Regions from separate parts of the Mus musculus genome. Here region 1 is linked to region 2. The links are chromatin contacts, called in public promoter capture Hi-C maps. All regions are on one chromosome and are shown on one strand. Each heading gives the region's core, a stretch centred on a gene start, on an enhancer-like site or on the middle of the called end of the contact. The rest is flanking DNA. Distances are from core to core; before and after follow the strand shown.

Region 1 (3,585 bases), core at 424-2,923, 88 kb after region 2:
AGAAGACTCGGCCCACACACCCACGGCCCGCGTCTCCTTGACTGTGACCAGAGCCTGTACTGACAGTGTATATGCGTGCACTGAGCCTGCAATTGTCAATTGCAAGACACTGGACTGCACACAGCACATCCTCCTTGCAGCCTCCCAGATAATCCTATCATTACCACCTTATGACGGAGGAGGGGTGTTGCCAGTGTCCCCCGCCTTCCTCTTGTCAGAGGCCCGCTGCACACGACCACACCCGCCATGGGCCACATTCTCCGGACACCTGGTATCACCTCCCTGCTCTGCGCCTTTCTCTGTGCCTTGCCCCCCACCCAAGTCCTAGCGGCCTTTAAACGCCGCATCAAGCTCCACACCTCTCCTTGGCTCCCATTTTTTTGTGAGGAGCCTTTCTAGACCTCTTGTGGTTCCCGCACATCTTCATCTGGACCACAAACTTTTCCATGCCTGGTCTGTGCCCGTTTTTTCCCCAGGGCGGGGCCCCAGGACACCAGTAAGCAGGACCCAAGTCCCTGAGACAGAGTTTAGGTCCCTACTATTGCCCTGAGACCACTCTGTGCCTTGCAGGCTGTCTTCTGTGGGAACAAAGGTTCTGCCCAGTCCCATCCAATCCATCCCAAGGCTGCACAGGTGGACGGCCTCAGGGCCTCACCTATGTTACATATGCCTACTGCTCACAAACGAAACCCAATGTTTCCTAAGACTCTATTCACACTTGAGTACAAGCGCAGGACACACTCCTGTTGCTGGGCCTCAGCACCCTGACACACCACCACAGCTATCCCCACCATTACCCCATCTCCCTACCCATAGCAGAAAATGGCTGCAGGCAGTGTTGGCCTGGGTTCCTTTGCTCCAGCTTGGGCCTCCATTCGGCCAGTGGGAAGCGCTGGCAAGCTGGTGCTGCACCACCCAGCACCTCCCTGTCAGGTCACTGAGTCCCCTTTCCAAGGTCACAGCTCCTAAACGGGCCTCTTTCTCCACTGCAACTGCCCTCCCTGTCTAGGGTGGAGGCAGCTCCCCTTGGTTGCCGGCTTGGGTACTAGACATCTCCTCCTTTAAGTCATGTATTTTCCATTTATTCAACTCTCCTCAAATGTCCCGTCTGAGGGTGCCATAAAAATGTAAGACCGTGTCAATTGCCCGTATCAAAAAACATTCTAGTATGTTCCACATGGAGTAGTTTGGAGGGGAGACTAATGGAAACGGCCTGGGGAGGACTAGCCCCCAAGCTTGCACAGAGGCCACCTCTCTTTGTGTCCCCAGGGCATGAGAGGAGGTGTCAAAACCGGACTCCATCCAAGAATGAACTGATGCCTCTGCCACTAAACAGCAGGACCGTGTCTTCCTTTCCTCCACCCCACCAGCTTCAGCCTCCGAGCCAAACCCAGGTGGCGCTCTTCTGCATCCCCCAACACCTCCCATGAGAGCGGGGGTCAACCCCGTGTTTGCCCTACCACCTCCCATCCGGGAGGCTCTGCACTCCCAAGGCGCCGAAGGAGCCTGACGACGCCCCCATGGGGACCGGAGGCTACGAGGTCCACTGGCGACCGCAGGGGATCCCCCAGGGCTGCACGGGTCGCCGTCAGGTCCCCGAGGCGCGCCAAGCGAGGCCCAGCTCCGTGCCCCGCCCTTCTCTAGCGAGGAACATCACCCCACGTGGGGTTGCGGGGGGGGGGGCTCTCAGCCTTGGAGTGTGATTGGTCGCTGTGCAGCCAATTAGAGAGCCTCTGCTGCTCAGGCCAAGCCGATTGGCTAAGAGAGGGCGGGTGGGACGGGAGTGGGGCGCCCTTTTGTTCTTTGCGCCCGCGCCGCGCGCCCGCTCCGGCCCCGCCACCTGCGCGCCCACTCCGGCCCTGCGCGCCTCCCGGAACCCCCCGCTTGTTCGCACACGCGAACTAGGAGCAGCCGCCTGCAACGCAGCCCTCTTAGGGTCTGACCTTGGACGAGCTCTTTCATTCTCCGTTCCCGGGTTTCTTACCCTCGTTTTCTCCTTGTCTCCTAGGAATTGTGGCGAAGAACAGAACCAACCTGGCAGCAAGCTTGGAATGTTTCTAAAAACCTAACATTCAGTGATAGAAGAGGGGCTCTGGATCTTTCTTAAGAGTGAGGCCACGTGGGAAACTGCTTAGCGAGAGAGAATCTTTACCAACCTGATCCTGTTTGCAGAATGAGCTCCGTTCCTATCCAAGACTCACACGGGCTCCGTGGGAATGGGACAGAACTTCTGCCCTGACTGCCCATCTGTGCTAACTCTTCCTAAACCTTCAGTCAGTCAGTGGTAGTAGTGGACTCTGTCTGGAGTGGAAAATGGTGCCTCAGAAGCCCAGAGCCAGCAAAACTCCAGAGAGAGAGCTTTCTAGGCTGAACTGGGGGAGTCAGGGAGTCAGGCAGGTCTGACCTCTGGTCCCAACACCCTCCATCTAGAAACTGCTTCAGCCCTTTACACAGCAAAGCTGTGGCTGCGGAGAGGCCACAGTGCTGCGGGTTGTGGACACAGGCACCCAGTGTCCACACAGCCTGTGGGGTGCGGGGTCAGTCAGGGAACCCTCAGTATCCCCATAACATGAGTGGACTTAGTGAAGCTCTTGCTCAAGCCTAGGTTGGTGAAGGAGAGAGAGTATGGGGTGTGGAAGTGCATTTCCAACGTCCCCTCCTAGAACCGGGCGTCTACAAGACCCTATCAGAATTTAGAGTGCCTTCCTAGCAAGTGATACAGTGAACTGCACCTCCCAACAGCCTGACACTAGTGGGTTCTGGAAGGTCTCTCAGCCCCAGGCCTCTAGCAGGTGTCTGTCCTAAGGACGGGGTATTTGAGGCTACATCTGTGGGCTCTTCTTCCCCTGGGTGGCTGGGAATGGTGAATGTCTGGCGGGGCAGGTGGGGAGGACAATCCCCACCCCATGAAGTTTTAAGCACATTCCTCTCCTGCTGTTTTGAGCCCAGAGAACCTCTCTGCTGGTCAGAGAGTGAACGTTGCTGGACTGTTTGGTGTGGGAATGGTGCTGCTCCTGTGCCCTCAGGCACCTGGGCATCTTAGCTTCCGGCATTTGGAGCTCTACAGTTCCCAGGTCGCTCCAGCCACCCCCCCCCCCCGCAAGAAACAGGAAGTCTTCATCGGGAGCTGAGACTTCCCAGGTGTACCGGGGTGGTGGGAAGCCCATTGTAGAAGTATCAGGAATCCTGAGTGTGGGTCGCCCACTAGGAGCAGACCTTGCCTGGGAGCCTGACTAAGCTGCTACCATATTCCTCCTGTCCAGGCTGCTCTCAGACAGCCTCAAATGCCTGGTGGGAAAAGGGTGCATTTTATGAGTCAGGAGAGCTAGCTACGGTCACCTGCAGTCACAGCTGGCCACCCAGACACTCTTAGGACCTACCAAACTGCCTGTCCTCTGTAGCAGCACTCTAGGGTGTTTTCAATGTTAATCTGAAGTCAGGCAACCGATACTGGGTTCCCTAAGCCCAGGAGGGGCGAGTACTCAGCAGGATCTGAAGTAAGCAGGAGCCCCAGGCCAGAAGGCTTTGAGAGAGCATTGGCCAACTTGAGATCGGGAGTTGGTCAAGAGTACAGGAAATAACTGG
Region 2 (3,746 bases), core at 770-3,269:
CAGTGTTTATATAGATAAAGTCAAATTTATTGGAATTCCAATCTGGGTGGGCCTCTGCACCAGGAAAGTTACTTCATAACTCGACTTTGTTTCCTCATCCAGCAACATAAATTTTCAGGAAGAATCTGGAAAAAAAACAGGCTGGAGAGATGGCTCAGCAGGAGAGAAAGAGCACTGGCTGCTTTTCCAGAGGACCCAGGTTTAATTCCCAGAACCTACCTACATGGTGGCTCATAACCTTCTATAACACATGCACAGCCAGACAGCCAGACAGACAAGACACCCACATACCTAAGACAATTAACATTTTAAAATGTATACGGGACAACCAGGTGAGGCAGAGAGGCATCTGAGCCCTAGGAACTGTGTGAAGATGGAGACGAGAAGAGCCAGGCTTACACCCGACAAGCTCAACAAGCTCGCTGGCGAAGCTGGAGAGTGCCAATCAGCCTGGCCCACAGACCCACCCCCTGCACCAGCGGCACCACCTGCCCACACCTCTGTTCCGGTTCTGGGAGCTTCGGCAACTGTGGGGGAAATGATTTTTTGTTGACTCATATGCACAGGCTGTGGTCATCAAAGAGGTTTTATTTATTTATTGTTTGTTTGTTTGTTTAACGTGTGTAAGTGTGGGAAAATTGAGGCAGGGAGGGGAACTCCAGGGCCTCATTCAGCCTGGTGCTTGGTGACCACACAGCTGTCAGCCTCACCCACGTGCTGGGACTTGGCTTGAGGCATGGATACAAGGAAGAGATATGAGAGACTGTCCAAGTCACCAACCGCCACCACAGCAGATCCAAGGGCCACTGCTCAGGCCTCCTTTGGGGGTCCTGGGGTGACGCCCTCCCAGAGAAGCCTTCCTCTGCAGGCTTTCTGACGCCACCCTGATCTGCCTCATGGTGTCCCCTCCCTGACCTCCTCCCTGAGGCTCCATCCTGTCCCTTCCCGCCCTTGCCATGACCCGATCTGAATTCCTGCTTTCCAATCCCTAAGTTCATGTCCCTGGCGGGAAGGGCCCACTTCACACACCAGCTCCTGACGTCAGTCTGGTGGGCAGCCACACAGGGCCCAGATCTCTTAGAGGCGCTCCAACCCCCTTTGACCCACAGCTTACTGAAGTACCCCTCAGACAATCAGCCCCAGCGCTAGAGGCAGGAGTGACCTCACCCTCCAACCCCTTCACTCCTGAGTCCCCAGACATCGTGCTAAAGTCATTCCTGGCCCTGGTCCTTCCCATCCCCAGTGCCTTCTCTCTCCCCCTGCCCTGGCCCCCCATCTTTGATTCTAGAGCTAGAGGCTTTAGTGGCCTTCAAGAACCTCTGGGATTCAGCCACTCTGTCCATCCAGAGGCTGCCTCTAGGTGATCATTCCTCCGTCTCCCCTTCCTAACCCAAGGGAAGACCTAGGCTTCCTTTCCCTTCTGGACACCTTAGGGCCTTTGCTATTCCGGAAGCACCCACTCCTCATTCCTGTGGGACCTGCTCCTTACCTCCTGCAGCTGTCCTCAGATGTCAGCACGACTTAAAATGGCAGCCCCACGTGTGTGCTTTGTTCATAATCTGGCCCTTGCTTCCTCATAAGCCCCAGAGTCTGGCTCCGTGTGGGATTTCTCTTCCTGTCCACATGTCAGACCCACAGGCCCTAGATGAATGATTGTGGCTGAACCGTAGAGTTCGCTGGCTGCACAGCCGGAATAGGAAGGCATGCCCTTTGCCTCCAGCTGCCTCCTCAGGACAGACCTCAAGAGGCTGTGCTTGGGACATTTCTGGAATAGGGTGGGCTAGGGGTCCTGCCTGGGTAGGGTAGGTGGAAGAGCCACCCCCTGGGAACTGCAACATGATCTTGGTCAGGCCTTCAGCTGCCCAGCCTGCAGCTCAGTTCACTGCCTGAGGATCACACAGAGGCCAGAATGCAGCCACTGGGCTGCTGAAGGAGGGAGCTGAATAGACACACAGGGCCAGACCACTGATAAGCTTTGGAGCCCGCCTGCAGCCTTGTCCTGAGGCCTCTCTGCTTAAACCTGTGGGTGGGCTTTGAGTAGCCAGTAAAGGCCCAGATGATTGGCACAGGAACAGTCAAATAGACCCGTGGACAGGAAGGCGGGTCCAGGAAGCTTCCCCTCCCCCACCTGCTGATTTATAACAAAGACCACTGCAGTGCAGCAGGCAGTACAGCCCATCATTGCAGGCTGCCTCGTCAGCTGGACAGTGACAGGGGAAAACTGCCCCAGTCCAGCACCGCATCATATAGATATTTAAAAAGAATTAGAAGTGGATCGTGGACCAGAGGTGAAAAGTAAGACCCTTGGTCTAGAATAAAAGGCAGGAGCTTTTCTAGACATTGTTCCGCAGAGATTTCTTCTGCGGGACAACAATGGCAGTAACCATGAAAACCAGACTGGACCTCATGGAACAAGAACTTGAAAACCATGGGTCTGTGGGTAAAAGTGTCTGCCACCACGCCGGATGACCTGAAATGGATCCCCGACCTACGGTGGAAGAGAACTGACTCCTGCAGGGTGTCCTCTGGCCTCCACCCATGCATTTGGCACGTGTACACATACTGACCCACAAATAGATAAATGCAATGAATTTTTAATAATTGACTTTTATTTTATGTGCACTGATTTCAGGCTGTATATATGCTTTTGCGAGGGTGTCAGATCCCTTAAAACTGGAGTTACAGACGCTTGTGAGCTGCCGTGTGGGTGCTGGGAATTGAACCCAGGTCCTCTGGAAGAGCAGCCAGTGCTCTTAACCACTAAGCTATATCTCCAGGCTCTGTAACAATTTACTTTTAAATGGTAGTAGGGTAGCCGCATAGTAGAATGTTCTCGTAACGATGCACAAAGCCCTAGGCTTGATCCCTGGCACCACAGGGCAGGGGAGACATTAAGACCTTGGAGGGGCTATTAGGAGAGTAAATGAGTAAGCTTCATGCCCTTCCACCTCTGTGTGCCTTAGTAGATGGACAGAGAGATGTTTGTTCAAGAGTTTGCATCCATACTATACGAAGCCGCAAATCAGTAAGAAACAGCAAAGCAGTCATTTTGTGGACCAGAAAGGCATCTAAACGGCTTGTCTGCAGGTGACGAAATGGCCTCTCCAATCATTAGGGTAGGGAGGCTTTCCCGAGGATGTTATTTCATACTCCCTAGAACGGCTAAGCTAAGAAAGACCAATCTGAGTCGGTGAGGCTCAGGAAGAGTGCATGGCAGGCTGACCGCGGCCAAGAGCCATTGGCTACTACTACACATCCTGATTCCGGGTGGGGACCCAGCTGCCCCACTCCTAGCTGTAGTTAACAGGCCATGGCTCAGTCTCTACGTCAACTTGACTGGGCCGGGAGATGTCCAGACATAGACTCTGGGTGTGTCTTTGAGGGTATGTCCAGGTGAGGTTATCCTTTGACAGGGTGCATGCAGACTGAGCGCGGAAGCCCTTCCTGACTGGGGAGGACCTCATCCCATCAGTTGAAGAAAGGACTAAATGGGACAAAACTGCTGATCCACCTGAGAGTAGGAGGGACTTTCTTCCAGTCTGACTGAGCCGCAATACGCAGCACCATCTGCCGCCCTGTGCTGCGGAACTTATCAGCTCCGTAATCACACAAGACAAGTCCTGTTAACAAGCTTTTTTTGTGTGGACATCAACATAGGTGTCAGCGTCACTCATGTTAGCTGTGTCTGTCCAGAGAACCCCAAGATAATCCATAAGTCAAACAAGAGCTTATGACCAAGTAAGAGT

What was found. Promoter capture Hi-C pulls out the DNA fragments that hold promoters and counts their contacts.
Region 1: a contact with region 2 is called in a promoter capture Hi-C map of liver, with 2.9 times the contacts expected there. The contact joins two enhancer-like sites. A contact is called at or near these places in 11 of 39 promoter capture datasets (the HPC-7 cell line, cranial neural crest, embryonic stem cells and 4 more), 5 of 15 datasets of contacts at CTCF or cohesin (CD8 T cells, embryonic stem cells and pro-B cells), 37 of 484 Hi-C or Micro-C datasets (the AML12 cell line, the Ba/F3 cell line, the G1E-ER4 cell line and 8 more), 16 of 115 datasets of contacts at active chromatin or transcription factors (the HPC-7 cell line, the SCID.adh cell line, bone marrow-derived macrophages and 10 more) and 2 of 9 other capture datasets (embryonic stem cells and macrophages).

Annotation. Positions count from the first base shown.
Region 1 is chr11:120,303,583-120,307,167 of GRCm38.p6, forward strand. No RefSeq gene overlaps it. Among named protein-coding and RNA genes, the nearest start is that of Mir6935, 42 kb to the right of the region's middle. Within about 2 kb of position 1,674, at least 315 of the 459 cell types and tissues checked have an H3K27ac peak or open chromatin away from gene starts, as enhancers often do. A contact at or near this core is called in the Ba/F3 cell line, the HPC-7 cell line, the SCID.adh cell line and 5 more, where this site is marked.
Region 2 is chr11:120,215,077-120,218,822 of GRCm38.p6, forward strand. No RefSeq gene overlaps it. Among named protein-coding and RNA genes, the nearest start is that of 2900052L18Rik, 15 kb to the right of the region's middle. Within about 2 kb of position 2,020, at least 92 of the 459 cell types and tissues checked have an H3K27ac peak or open chromatin away from gene starts, as enhancers often do. A contact at or near this core is called in the Ba/F3 cell line, the HPC-7 cell line, the SCID.adh cell line and 5 more, where this site is marked.